Linked DNA regions of Mus musculus: region 2 is linked to region 1. Evidence: chromatin contacts called from public HiChIP or PLAC-seq data. All regions are on one chromosome and are shown on one strand. The core of a region is the stretch at or near the end of the contact, and the rest is flanking DNA. Distances in the headings are between cores, read along the strand shown.

What was found. HiChIP or PLAC-seq counts read pairs in DNA pulled down with a chosen protein or histone mark.
Region 2: an HNF4G HiChIP or PLAC-seq map of pancreatic cancer cells shows a contact between it and region 1. The contact joins two enhancer-like sites. A contact is called at or near these places in 4 of 39 promoter capture datasets (the C10 cell line, the SN4741 cell line and embryonic stem cells), 2 of 15 datasets of contacts at CTCF or cohesin (large pre-B cells and stem cell-derived epiblast-like cells), 23 of 484 Hi-C or Micro-C datasets (the HPC-7 cell line, the N1E-115 cell line, bone marrow-derived macrophages and 3 more), 15 of 115 datasets of contacts at active chromatin or transcription factors (the 3134 cell line, T-cell acute lymphoblastic leukemia, effector CD8 T cells and 7 more) and 1 of 9 other capture datasets (embryonic stem cells).

What each region holds. Positions count from the first base shown.
Region 1 is chr16:24,312,428-24,316,542 of GRCm38.p6, forward strand. No RefSeq gene overlaps it. Among named protein-coding and RNA genes, the nearest start is that of Gm38456, 18 kb to the left of the region's middle. Within about 2 kb of position 1,289, at least 54 of the 459 cell types and tissues checked have an H3K27ac peak or open chromatin away from gene starts, as enhancers often do. A contact at or near this core is called in bone marrow-derived macrophages and pancreatic cancer cells, where this site is marked.
Region 2 is chr16:25,065,003-25,069,127 of GRCm38.p6, forward strand. A230028O05Rik (RIKEN cDNA A230028O05 gene) reads left to right here. Exons shown (of 3, transcript NR_040374.1): 3 at 1,554-4,056. Among named protein-coding and RNA genes, the nearest start is that of A230028O05Rik, 7.4 kb to the left of the region's middle. Within about 2 kb of position 2,504, at least 55 of the 459 cell types and tissues checked have an H3K27ac peak or open chromatin away from gene starts, as enhancers often do. A contact at or near this core is called in bone marrow-derived macrophages and pancreatic cancer cells, where this site is marked.

The sequences.
Region 1 (4,115 bases), core at 39-2,538:
AATGCAAAAATAAAGTGATTATAATAGTCTATTTTAAAAGTGAAAAAAAAAAAAAAGACTTGTGACCTGGTAGAGGATTAGTGCCACCTTGCCATTTGCTAACTCTTGTACTTCTGTGATGTGATCTTTGCATTTGTTGGACATCTCAACTAGTTGGATTTGGAGATTTTCTTATTGAGGAACCTACTCTTGAGGGCTCACTCTCCAGCACCAGTCAGTGTGAGGAAAGCAAACTGTTAGAATAGCATCACAATCAAATGGTACAAGAAATAGGAATATACTTAATTAATTAATGTTCATTGACCTCACCAAGAACCATAGGTCAGACAATGGAACCACTAACGTAGATAGTGTGCTAGCCCTTCTCAGGAGCCATAGGGATGGAGCGTTGGCTGATGAGGTCATTCTTTGGCTCTGCACTCTTGGGGTATCACATCACTACTCTGGAACTCTTCCGGAGCACTTCCTCTTTCTCCTTTTGAAATATAGTGTATTTTTTTCATGTTTTGGTTTTTCCTCGCTAGGTTACATGGAGGCACTGCCTAGTCTACTATCTTCCCCGGAAGCCTTCTACATCCATTTTCATAAGACTCCCTTAACAGCCTTTAGAAGCATGATAGACAGAGCTTTATGAGTCCCTGTTCATAAAAATGCCCCCCAGATAAAGTAACTGAGGCTTTTAGACAGGGGACAACCTGGCCCCTAATCCTGATCTCAGTGGAGAGCTAGAACAATCAGAACCTATTCTGCCTCACTGGTGGCCAACATTCTCTTGGCCCATGGTCAGCCCTGATCCACCACTAGCACCAGTGAACGATGAGACACCAGGGCCTTTTTGTGAGTGAATAGGGGGCTGAGCTGTGAAATTATGACCTCATGCCCAGCATTCAGTAAAGCTACTTCTTTTTTTTTTTTTTTTTTTTAGCTACTTCTTTTTGAAACCTCTGCTATTAGTAAAACTGATTGAAGGTGACGCTGTAAAAAAAAAAATACACACCAGTAATTAAATAACAAATAAACACAACAGCTGTCATACACACTAATAGTTCACACATACTGGTTTTACTTCATCCATGGTGCTAAAACAGTGGGCATGAGACCACATGTATGCCTTCACCCTTTTCTGTTGAGCTTGTATTCAAATAGGGAAAATACAGTCTTGCAGACAAATAACTGCTCACATACAACAACAACAGCTGAAGTACAGATAGGTACAAAGTGCTCTGGAAGCCCAGAGGAGGATATGAATAAGCCTCCTTACCTCGTGATCAAGTCTGCTGCCCTCTGGGCTGGGAGCTTCCCAAGGGTAGCAGGGACTGGCATGACTCATCATGATCAAACATAACACAAGGCACATCTGAGATCACCTGCTAACGCTCACTGAATAAACTCTCCGGGAGGGGGCCAGAAAGCACCTGCAGTGCAGCTACCCTGGGCCACATCACTTCATGACCCCCTCCCGGAGAGTTTATTCAGCCAGCATTAGCAGGTGATCTCCGATGTTCCTTGCTTACTGGACTGAGTTAGCAGATCTCCTCAAGTCCACCGTCCTGTGACAAGGACCCCAGCCATCAAGGCTTTAGTTTGAGATCAGAATCAACTGGCCTGGAGGCCTCTCTCACCTGCCACAGTTATCTTGAAAGGCAGAGTGAGATCAAGGCTCTGAGATCCATGGTCACAGCAGGCCAGCTGGCAGGCCAGCTCATCCATCAGGACTCCAGCACCTCACCTTGAACAAGGAAGATAAGAGAATAAAATAACACCTGACACAGCCTTATCATCTGATAATACAACTTCAGTTTTTCCATTAAAGTAACTGAGAGCCTTAGTCCTGCACTTCGTCTGATAAAGAGATCACAGGAAACAAAGCTATTAATTTTTATCTCTGCTCTGCAATAGCAGATTTGAGTGAATTCAATATATCCAACGGGGGAAGTACTTTTTCTAACACTACAACTCGATTAACTTGGGTTTTTTTTCCTGCTTGCTTGTATTTTTCATAATTTTTTTTTTTTGCTCAAAATCTCTAATTGCAGATGTATTAAATGCAGTGGATCTGATGTATTAAATGCAGTGGATCTGACTGTGCTATCACCAGCACACACACACACACACACACACACACACACACACACACATATAATATTTCTGTTCTCCATGCTCTAACCCTGTACTGGTGTACTGGGGAGTGTTATATGGTACAATATAAGGAACTTGAAAGGTTACTTACTTCAGTAATTAACTGAATTAACACTAATCAGAGCTCAGTAGTTCCACCTTTACAATGAGGAGCCGGACTGGTGTTCAATATAATCACACAGCCTCTATGCCTTAGGACCCCGGGACTGAGTAGGTCAATGAGTAGGTCAGGTGAGATAAGAAGGAAAGTCTCTCACAGGAACTGAAAGATAGCAATAGAATCAAACAACCCTGGAGCCTTAGGGTCTGAATGCTGGCCTTTCCTGCCAGACGAGAGGTATAGAAGACCACGTGAATCTATGACTCCTAGGGCCCCGAAATCCCACACACCATGGCCCCGAACCAACTTCCATGCCATAGATTATCTCCTCCCTGGCTGCCCATACCTAGAACAGATCACAGCTCTATGACATGCCTAGGACATATATGCCTTTCTTTCTGTACCTCACTACTATTGATGTCATTGGCTTACTGAGGACAGGAGCTGAGTCTATCAAGGCCCAGACCTTGACCCTTAATAACTCCAGGAACAATAGTGCCACAGTTTATACCACTTAGCACTAAAGGGTGGTTCGGGGGATGAAAGAAGTGAGTGCTATTTGTTATGTCACTTAAAGGCCATGTATTAAAAGCTTGGTCCCCATGGTGGCATTATCAGGAAGCTGCAGATACTCAGGTGGGGGCACTTAAGGAAGAAATGTCCTTAGTGGCACTTTCTTTAGAAATATAATGGGACTACAGCTCTAGCCCTATAGATCTCCCTTCCTCCCTCCCCCTCTCTCCCTCCCTCTCTCTTCCTCTCTTCTCCCTTTCCCTCTCCCTCTTCCTCACTTCTCCCTCTGCCTCTGATAGAATAGCCAGAGCTTTGCTTTACCACAGGTTTCCACCATGATGTTCTGCCTTGCCAAGTGCCAGGGCCACAGGGCCAAGGGCTCACAAGCCTGAAGCCATGAACCAAATGAAATCTTTCCTCCACATGGTTGTTTATCCCCGATATTTTTGTCTCCAGGAGAGAAAGCTGATTGACACATTATGCTACAGTGGAACATTTAAGAAACGCGTCTGTGTGAGAAGTCCACATCTGTCAATACCAGGCCCCCAGTGGTTTCCAGCTGGGGAATGGCAGTGGACTACAGACCCTATGTGCACTCTCAACTGGCCTGTGGGTGCTGGGTGAGGAACAGAAGTGACAGAACAACAAACCTGGAAGGCTTCCTTTTGAGGATGAGCTGGCGATAAGAGAGGGTTCTTCTCAATCAGGAACTGTCAAGTTGTGTCACTCAAAAGTCTCCAGGCAAACCTAGGATTCTCATCCAGCTTGCCTCTGGCCTTACCTCTGGAAGATTCTAATTGTATACTTTAAATGCAAAACTTCTTGCGCAAATAAAGCTAGAGCTGACTTGGTTTTCTTGTAATCAATACACTATCTCAAAGGGAAACATCTCAAATAATCCAAGTGGAAATACCTAGGAGAGATTTACAGTGAAAGCACTACAGTGTTACAGAGACCTAGAGGTTTGGATGGTGGCTCAGCAGTTAAGAGCAGCTACTGCTATTAACAAGAGGACCCTGGTTCCATTCCCAGTTCCCACGGGGCAACTAACAGCCATCTGTAACACCAGTTCCAATAGATCTGATGCCCTCTTCTGGTCTCCTCAGGCACTGTATGCCCATGGTGCACAGTCATACATACAGGATAAACATGTACACACTGAACCATTTTATAAAAGAAGGGGAAGGGGATTCCAGGAACCTTGCTCATGCCTGTTTTTTCCATGCTGAGAGTGCCTGGAAGGAAGCTGCCTCTCTCTGCAGACAGATGATGGACTGATTAGAACTGCAGTGGTGGGGGAGCTTGCAATGCTGCAGGCTCAGAGCAACTTGCATTACCTTTGACTAACGTTAGCCATTCCCTC
Region 2 (4,125 bases), core at 1,254-3,753, 750 kb after region 1:
TACTTCTATTTCAATGTATTAACTTAGTACTAAAAGATGATCACATGTTTTAAAAGAAAAGAAGCAGATGGGGAGACCCACAGGCAAACATCAGGCAGAGTTTGGGTGACTTGTGAAAGAATGGGGGATAGAACTGAACAAGCCGGAGAGATCAAGGACACCACAAGAAGACCTACAGAGTCAACTAACATGGGACCGTGGGGGCTCACAGAGCCTGGACCACCTACCAGGGAGCATGCAGGAGCTGGACCTAGACCTCCTACACTTTTGTAGCAAATGTGCAGCTTGGTCTTTATGTGTGTTCCCTAACCAATGGAGCTGGGTCTGTCTCTGTCTTTGTTCCCTGCCATTGCATCTCCTTCCCCCTACCTGGTCTCCCTGGTTGGGCCTCAGTGGGAAAGGATGTATTTAGTTCTGCTAGGACCAGAGGTTTCAGGATGTAGCAGTTACTAAGTGGGGGACTCCCTTTCAGGGACAATGGGGGATTTGTAAGGGTGGGGCTAGGAAGAGAGCAGGAAGGGAGGGCTGTAATTGAGATGTAAAATGGAAAAAAAAAAAAAGAAGAAGAAGGATCAAAGGAGAGGAAGAACCAAGAATCTCCCTTGATATTGATGATTCCTTGATGGATTACAAAAGATAATTTCATAAAATAGCTCAAGTTCTATTTGAGATTTTATTATTCTTTCAGGTAAGTTCTCCGTCAGCTAGTCATTCCTACCCAGGGATTGAACAGTTTTGGAATTCAAGGCATATTTGTAAGTTCAGTGACTCATTACTGTGCTTGCACTTCATTTAGTATATTTAATTAGCATATTTATTCCAAAGAAGACCATAACTTCAAAACACTTTTTTAGAAGAAGAAAATGCATTAGCAAACTTTAAAAGTATATTTGAATATCTAAGTCATATTTTAAATTAAGCATGTTTGGGTAAATAATCTCTCTCTCTCTCTCTCTCTCTCTCTCTCTCTTCCCCCCTCCCCACTTCTGTCTGTGTGTGTTTGTGTGTGATTTTAAACAAGAAGAAGGCCTCCTATAAATAGCCTTTTTAAGGCAAGCTCTTGTTGATAGATTGAATTTTGTCTTTAAGACCGATGTTAGTGTGAACTTATTCATTGGTAGGAGTTTGCTACGAAAATATAGAATTGGAGGGTTGATAATCTTTAAAGTGTCATGTTCAGTAGACCAAAAGAAGCAGTAGCTAGGAATGTCCTTGTGGGATGAGCATAGGGCTGAGCTAACTGTTAGAACTCTGACTTAAAAATGGAATAGTAACGTTCTATGAAACATTAGGGAAGACTCCCCCATCTCATTACTCAAGTGGTTAAAAATGAAACCTGAAACGAATAATGTCCCAAAGGCTCATGGTCAGTCCTAGGTGGAGCCCAGACTGGACCTTGGATCATCCAGAGTGCTTAGCAACATCCAAGCAGACCTTTGATGAACTGTTTTTCTTATCATGCCATGAAAGGGAATTACAGGCAAATGCTAAGATGTCCATGTCTGATTCCTACAAACTCCATATTGAAATAATCTTCTTCATTGCATTTGCAGGTGGTGCTGATGTGACTTAACGGAGTCCTCAGGGTGGAGACTATAGTTGCAGTGGTAGCTTCATGAGTAGAGGAAGAGAGATTTTAGCCTGGCAGTCTTTCTGTCACATCATGTGATGTGAAGTGCCATCGTGGGAACTCCATCAGTAAGAGGGTCCTCAGCACACAGGACCCTTTGACCTTTTGCACTTCTCTGCCTCCAGACAGTGAGAAATACACTAACTTCCTTTGCAAGTAACCTAGTTTGTGGAGATCAGTTAAAGGGATGAGAAACAGACTGGTAGCAAGAGACTGAAGAACGCCGCTGGAAACTGCTGCTGACATTGTCATAAAACATGGAAGAAATTCCTATTTGAGACTCTGTCCCAGCTCATTGTATCCTTAAGAGACCTAGAAATAAACCACTCAGCTCCTCCCCACGATGACCTCCACTCTGTTTACACAGGGGCTGGCCAGATGTTAGAAAAAGCAAGCAAACACTTGCAGCTGTTATCAGGGCGAGGGTGGAGCACACGAGGTTCCCAAGTTTTCATCCAACACATCAGAACATAGTTAATTTTTACTGCTTTTGGGTTAACTGTCTTCCTCGTCCTTAACTTTTAACACTTAGTATTGAAGCTTGTGTCGAGAGATGCAAAGGGATCCCTGAGCTAACTTTAGCCCATGGCCAAGGCAAGTTGTCCTCTATAACCTTGGGAGAAATCTCTCTTCATCTTTAGTTCCCCTTTGTTCGAGAAGGATGGCTCTTTGTAGCAAGTAGAGTTTAGAAGTATGCAGGAGTCAGTGTTTTGTGGTGAGTCCATGGGCTTTGGAATTATGTAATGTCTAGTTTTGAATCCCATCCTAGCCATTCACTGATCATGTGATTTTGGGTTACACAGGCTGGAGTCTTATTACATTGCTTATTTATTGAATTAAATTCCTATCTTGTAGCTGTATAGAGTATCACTTCCATTCCTGTGCAGAGGGCACGGTTAATGATTAACTGTTTCCACTGGGACACTACAATAAGAGGTAGATTGAAATGACATTCAAGGGAACAGACACAGAAAATTAGGAAACCTTTGTTTCTTAGAAATCTATGGAAACAGACCAGTTTCTAGCAGACATTAAGGGTGGCGCTGCTTGCCAGTATAGAACCCCCTTGTTTGTTTTCTCACAGCTAACACAAGCCTTGATTGCTTTTCTTCAAGGAGAGGGATGCAAAAAGCCTGACCTCTAGTGGTCCCTGCCTTTGTGTTGGACTGAAGGGGAAGGGCTAAGACTATAAGAACAATCAAGACTTCACTAGCACACTGGAAACCAACGTCACACATTTCCTAGTTAAATTAACTTGTAGTTGTGTTTCCATTGTTTTTTAACCTAAGCTGGCTTGGAGCTTACTCTCTAGCTGAGGATGGACTTGGATTCCTGACGCTCCTCCTTCAGCCACCCAGGTACTGAGGTTACAGGCGTGGGCCACTATGTGTGCCTGACAAGCTGTCTCATTTGGTAAGAACTTAGGACAAATTGTTAGATGTCTCGCTACACTTGTGAGTTTGCAGTCCAGTTTAAGATGTGGCACAGGAGGTTTGCAGGTGCTCTGAGTTCCAGATCCTATCATCTTGTAGCATCTGTCACACGAGTCAGCTCATTGTTGACATAGAGAAAGCAGATAACCACTGGGTATATTTCACAGAGAGTTTCCTTAATATTGAGAGTCAGACATCAAAGTGATATCCAAGACTGCTTTGCTCAATGCCTCCAGAGGCCTGGCCCCTCGAGACTTTGATCTCTTTCTTTTTTTCTCCCAGTAGGTCTGTGTTAACAGGCATTTCACACAGACCCCTGTCCTCTTGACACCATGTAAACTTTGCCTCAGAGCCAGAGCTTTGAAGCCCTCAATTAAGGTCTGTTCACTTTAGCAAACCAGTCATATTCACTCAAAACCTGGAACCAGACCCATGTTAAACGTCTTAAGTATTCAGAAGTTCAGGAGCAAACGAGGTCATTACCAACATTATGCTTTCTCTCTCTCTCTCTCTCTCTCTCTCTCTCTCTCTCTCTCTCTCTCTCTCTTAACTTTATTTTTCAACTAGCTTACACAGGATTCGATTTCATCATGATGTCTTTAAACAAAATTTGTTTTGTTGGCCCCCTTTCTCCTCTCTTCTCCCTCATCTCTCCTGGCTCTCCTGTGTACCATTCCACCTACTGGAGGCATCCGTTTCTCTTCCGCTTTAATTGTCATTTGTGCCTTCCCTCTTCTTCAATACTTCTCTCCCTGTGTCATGGTCTTCCTTCTTGTTCTATAGCCAGTATACTCTATGTATCCCCAGTCATGTAGGCACATGGAAGCATTATAAATGAGGATGCTCATATGTGAAGGACATGCAATTTTTCCTTTCTTGTATCTGAGTCATAGTACTTTTTTGCTTCATAGTACATTTCAATTTCATCCATTGCCTGCAAATTTAATGATTTCATTTTCCTTAATGGCCAAATAAATTTTCATTGGATATATGATTCACAGTTTCTATTCATCTGCTTCCTTGTGGTTGTGCATAGAGCCGAAATACGCACGGAGTGTAGGT